2 separate regions of the Mus musculus genome follow, and region 1 is linked to region 2. Evidence: chromatin contacts called from public promoter capture Hi-C data. All regions are on one chromosome and are shown on one strand. The core of a region is the stretch at or near the end of the contact, and the rest is flanking DNA. Distances in the headings are between cores, read along the strand shown.

Region 1 (2,796 bases), core at 123-2,622, 590 kb before region 2:
ACCATTTGTGGCACCAGTGTGTGAAGATTGTCTTTAACACTTTCATTGGTTCATGTGATGATATTTTACAGGCCTGAAAACTTAAACAATTTTTCTCTCTACCTTAAACACACTGAGGACTTTGGGGCATTTCTACTAGAAGTATGAGGTTATATTCTGAAATTTAAATGGTCTTGTGTCATACACTTTGTGCTCTCTGTGTGTGTGTGTTTGTGTGTGTGTGTGTGTTACAGTAGAGGAAGCCTGTGTAATTAAAGCATTCTGCTGCTTTCACTTTAATCTTTTGCATCTTATGTGTTGGTAGAGTTCTCTCTTTCATTCTTCCATTAGATGGCGGCAGATACGAAAGAAATAACCTCGAAAGCCATGAAGGATAGCCAGTGGTTGGGTTTTCCTCTTAAAATGTCACTGTTGTTAGTAGCTGAGCTGATACACATGAATGGTCCTCTTTTTTAAAAATGTGTGTATGCATGTGTATGTGTAATAGTGTACATTTTGTCCTGTGTTCGTGCCTAGGAAACTTGCCACAGATCATTTGTTTAATCAGGGTTCTTTCCTAGGCATTGGAAAGCATCTTTCAAGATGGGGTTAAAATTTTTTTTCTCTCTCAACTACTAGCAGACCTGAGATAAGCTATGAAGTCAGGAGAGCAGCCAATACTGATTTGGAAACGCTGCGCCATCTGTTGCATACATTTACGGAAATGGAAGAGAGCCATTTCCCATCGGGGAATGGTTCCAGCGACCTGTGGACTGAAATCCCACACTGTGACTTGTAATCAGCCCACAAGTATTTATGAATTCTCTCTCTTGTGCTTGGCATCAGAAACAGAGAGGTGGCGCCCGCCAGTCTACTTATAGTAACAAGCACAAAACACACACATGACTGATGAACAAGACCTGGCCTGATATAGTGACATTGGGTGGTGATGATGTTAAAACCCTACAAGTTTTATATGAGGTCTTTGGGGTTCAAAATGTCTTAAGGGTTAGTATTGGGAAGGGAGAAGGAGAGGCTGGAAAAAGAGCAAGAACCGGTGCAGAACTTCAGTGTGGAGAGGGTTTAGAAGTGAAAGGTGAGAGGAATTAAGGGGTAGGGATGCGGTTTAGCTCCTTTTGCAGCCTCGGAAAGCGCCAGTTCCGGGAGGATCGTTCTCCTGCCTTAAGTCCAGGCAATCTAGTCCTGGTGTAGAACTCGGGTCAGGTTTCTTACTTTAGCCACGTACCGGAGGCTCGCGCCAAGACGCCAGCTGCTAGGGACCTGCCTGCGCAGCGCGGGCCAGCCACGGAGGGGGCGTGGCTATGGAGGGGAGTGGCTGGGCGGCCCGGTGGGCGGGGCTCCCCTCTCAGCCTCCGCTGCCGCCGCTGCCTCCGCCCGCCGCGCGGACCAGCGAGCCGGTAGCTGTTGCGAGCCCACCCGCCCGCCCGCGTGCCGGGGCTGCGGTGGGCCAGGATGTCGGGCTTCCTGGAGGAGCTGCTGGGAGACAAGCTGGTGACGGGCGGTGGCGAGGAGGTGGACGTGCATTCGCTGGGCGCCCGCGGCATCGCGCTGCTGGGGCTCTACTTCGGGTGCAGCCTGAGCGCCCCCTGCGCGCAGCTCAGCGCCAGCCTGGCCGCCTTCTACGGTCGCCTGCGAGGGGACGCGGCGGCCGGGCCGGGGGCCGGGGCGGGGGCCGGCGCAGCCGCGGAGCCAGAGCCCCGGCACCGCCTGGAGATCGTCTTCGTGTCTTCGGACCAAGACCAGCGGCAGTGGCAGGACTTCGTGCGGGACATGCCATGGCTGGCGCTGCCCTACAAGGAGAAGCACCGGAAGGTGAGTAGCGCGGGCCCCGCGGCGCCCCCGGCCTGCAGGCGCGGTCCACGTTCTGGGAGCCAGCTGCTCGCCGCCCTCACCGGCTGTCCATAGGCCTGCCATCTCTATCTTGGCCCGCTCCCTCCTCTTGCCCCATCCAGGATCCTGTCGTGTTGAGGCGCTCGCGGCAACTCCTGGGTGCCAGTACCCAGCTGAGCCCACGCTGGGAAGTTTGACACCCCTCTGGTCCACGCGATGGGAATCGCGTAGGAGTGGCCGCTCTCTGCCCTCCCCACTCTACAACCCTTATCTTCCTCCTCTAGCCACTTGACTCCTCGCAGATACCTGTGGTGTGGGGGGTGGGGAGGGCACGAGCCCCCTTCCCATAATGCCTGCACCAGGAAGTTTCCTTTCTTTCCTAGAGAAATCTTGCCTTCCTGGGACCCCCTCCTCTGTGGCCAGGGACCCGGAGGCGGCTGCTGATCGGGGCTTTAGGAGAGAGGGGAGTTCACTCCTCTCCCCCTTTCTTCCCTTGCCCCCGCCCCGCCCCCTGGGCTGAGTTAGTGGCCACCGGGGAGCTTTTCATTGTCTGGCTGTCCAGCAATCTTCCCAGGCCCAGAACAGCCCGCGATCCTTGTACGTGCCATAGTTTGGTGGTGGGCTGACTTGGCACACTTCGAATTCGGTGCGGAACTGATCCCATCGGTGCAGATGAATGACAGCAAACGGCCCATCAGTTTGCTGATGAAATTAAGTTCGGGTTTCTGAGCGTATCTGTTGGGTGAAGACGTCTGTTTCAATAAAACCAATTCAAGACATTTTGCAATGAGTGCTAACAGGAAAAGTTTTGACGTGCCCTTGCTTAATTCGCGTGGCGAATGCAACGTATGACTCTGGCTCTTTCGTTTTCTGAGGAGCATCTTAGTTTATAGGGCACACAGGAGAAGGGCTATTCGGGGCATTTAGGTTCCTCCAGGGAGGGTGGTAACACATGCCACGTGTTCC
Region 2 (2,772 bases), core at 32-2,531:
CATGGCTCTTTTCCCCAGCTCCGAGAATGACTCAACGTCAGACAAGTAACTTAACCTCTCAGAGCTCAGCTTTCCAGAAATAACAATAGTGAGGGCGACGTGAAGTAACCCATGACACACACTCAGGGTGGTGCACAGGAATGGCAGCTGTTGGGCTGCCCAGCCTCGACACCCTCTCCATCTGTGCCTGCTCCCATAAGCAGAGGGCACAGAACAACTGTTGGGGCCCAGTGCACCACAGCTGGAGGTGCCGGGCACTGCAGCGGGAATAGGAATTGAATGCAGGACCCTGAGAACACTTAGGACACCAGGCCTGTCTCAGAAGGACAGCTCAGAGTCATACAAAGCATTCATTCTGGGGGACTCAGCCTGACCCCCTGCCTCTCCCCAGCTGCTATGCACCTAAGCGGTTTCTCTAATCTCTAAGGCTTTCAAATAATTGGAAGTTATTATTTCCCTCACCCATCTGGATTTTGTTTGGTTTTATGATTCCCTTTTTAAAACTATTTATATATATTTGTATTTTGTGTGTGTGTGTGTGTGTGTGTGTGTGAGAGAGAGAGAGAGAGAGAGAGACAGACAGACAGACAGACAGACAGACAGAGACAGAGTGAGAGAAAGAGAGAGAGATACCACTATGACAGACAGAGAACAAGTTGCCGGAGTCTGTTGGCTCCTTCTACCACATGGGATTTGGAGATCAGGTTTGGCAGCAATACTCTTTCTCTGCTGAGCCATCTCACCAGCTCCTCTGGTTGCTTTTTAGGTTGTTTTATTGAAGAACACCTCTTTCTTTTTGTGCTGAGATTGTGCCCAAGGTCTTGTATGCACTCAGCCCTGAGCTGCACCCCAGGCCTTCTTAGGAAGCTTTCAAGGATGAACAAGGAACACTATTTTTCCAGTGAATATGTGTCTTGTAAATTTTGAGTTCTTTTCCAAGGTGCTTTGGAAGGAAGGAGGCCTCTGTACACACACACACACACACACACACACACACACACAAGCCCCAGGGAGGTGGAGTCTCAGCAAGCTCCTAAATGGAAGCACCAGAGGCCAGGAGCAGAGGGCTTCGCTGCTCTTCAGAAGCCAAGACCCCTGGGGAGGCCAGGACACTGGTGGATCAGAAATAATCAGGCCTGGCCAGGCCACTGCCCTCTGTGCTTGCAGCAAGGCCACATGCTGCAGGCTGCACCGAGCTCCTTCTGAAGCTAGCTCTGACTGCTTACAGGCCTTGATTCCTTCATTCCCAGCAATTGGCTGGCTTCCCGGGGCTGGAGCGGCCTTGAAGTTGACTGCTAGATAAGAAAAAGAGCTTTGCTCACTTTTGTTGTTGACTCAATCCAGTCAGAGCCAATAGCATGAAGACTTCAAACCTCCAAGGAAGTCTCCCTCAGCTGTGTTGTGTGGGCAAATTCAGGGCTGGATTACAGAGGCAAATGAAGTCCCAGCCATACTGAGTCTCCCAGGGAGAGCTGGATTGCAGAGGTGAGGTCCCAGCCATACTGAGTCTCCCAGGGAGAGCTGGATTGCAGAGGTGAGGTCCCAGCCATACTGAGTCCCAGGGCTGGATTGCAGAGGGGAGGTCCTAGCCATACTGAGTCCCAGGGCTGGATTGCTCACACTTTACCTTGTCAACTAACAGCTGGTGAGATGGCACAGTGGGTAAAGACTCTTGCCACCAAGCCCAAAGACCTCAATTGATTCCCCAGAACCCAAAACTCACATGGTTGTAATAGAGAATAGATTCCTAAAAGTTGTCCTCTGACTTTCACATGTTCCCAAGTATGCTGTGCACACATAACAAACTGACTTTTAAAAGTTAACTTGCGGGCTGGAGAGATGGCTCAGTGGTTAAGAGCACCGACTGCTTTTCCAGAGGTCCTGAGTTCAAATCCCAGCGACCACATGGTGGCTCACAGCCATCTGTAATGAGATAAGACGCCCTCTTCTGGTGCACCTGAAGACAGCTACAGTGTACTTATGTATAATAATAAATAAATCTTTAAAAAAAAAAGAAAGAAATGTAATTTAAAAAAAAAGTTAACTTGCCAACTAAGAATATAAAAATACCTACCAGGTGTGGTGAAACAGACCTATAATCTCATGATTTGAGAAGTCAGGCAGGAAAACCTTGAGTTCAAAGTCAGCCTGGGATGCATAGTAAAGACCTTGTCTAAAAACAGGTGGGGAGAGAAGAATATAAAACCATAACTATATATAAAGCCAATCTCATTTCAGGGAAAAGGGGATCAATTTGTGAAAACGGCTGTCTTAGTCTCTAATGTGCTCCACTTTCCTATGCTTTTGCACCTGCATCTGGGTCGAGTGACAAGGTCTCATCAGAACCCTGTCAGCTTGGCCCAACCTCCCTGGGCAGAACCGTGCCTTGGGAACCAGATGCCGGAATTCCTGGGTTCCAGGCTTGGGATAACCCATTGCCCAGTCTGGGCAAAATCCCTGTCCATACACAGCCTGGTTTTGAACCTACTCTTTCTGGAACAGGATGCTGTAGATGTCTCTGTGCCTCAGTTTCCCTCATCCTGGCATGTGCAGCAATCACTACGCTTACCCCCCATGGACTCTAGGGCAGACTGTGTGTGCTCACTCCATGCCTGAGGTTGCATTTCAGCTCGGCCCCTCCAGCCTTCTGCAGCTCTGCGGAGTTCAGAGTCCACTGATAGGACTGGGTGGAAATGTGCAGGCCAGCTGAAGAGTTGCTGGATCCCATTTCTGAGAGTGTAGAACCAGCCAGTCCTGAGATCATGCCAAACT

What was found. Promoter capture Hi-C pulls out the DNA fragments that hold promoters and counts their contacts.
Region 1: a promoter capture Hi-C map of liver shows a contact between it and region 2, with 2.3 times the contacts expected there. The contact joins the promoter of Nxn here to the enhancer-like site in region 2. A contact is called at or near these places in 2 of 39 promoter capture datasets (both in liver), 1 of 484 Hi-C or Micro-C datasets (CD4 T cells), 12 of 115 datasets of contacts at active chromatin or transcription factors (the SCID.adh cell line, bone marrow-derived macrophages, craniofacial prominence and 7 more) and 4 of 9 other capture datasets (adipose tissue, embryonic stem cells, liver and 1 more).

What each region holds. Positions count from the first base shown.
Region 1 is chr11:76,397,717-76,400,512 of GRCm38.p6, reverse strand. Nxn (nucleoredoxin) reads left to right here and starts at 1,372. Exons shown (of 8, transcript NM_008750.5): 1 at 1,372-1,812. The coding sequence starts at 1,453.
Region 2 is chr11:75,810,605-75,813,376 of GRCm38.p6, reverse strand. All of the region lies in intron 1 of Gm12339 (predicted gene 12339), which reads right to left. Among named protein-coding and RNA genes, the nearest start is that of Doc2b, 16 kb to the right of the region's middle. Within about 2 kb of position 1,281, at least 112 of the 459 cell types and tissues checked have an H3K27ac peak or open chromatin away from gene starts, as enhancers often do. A contact at or near this core is called in adipose tissue, liver and pancreatic cancer cells, where this site is marked.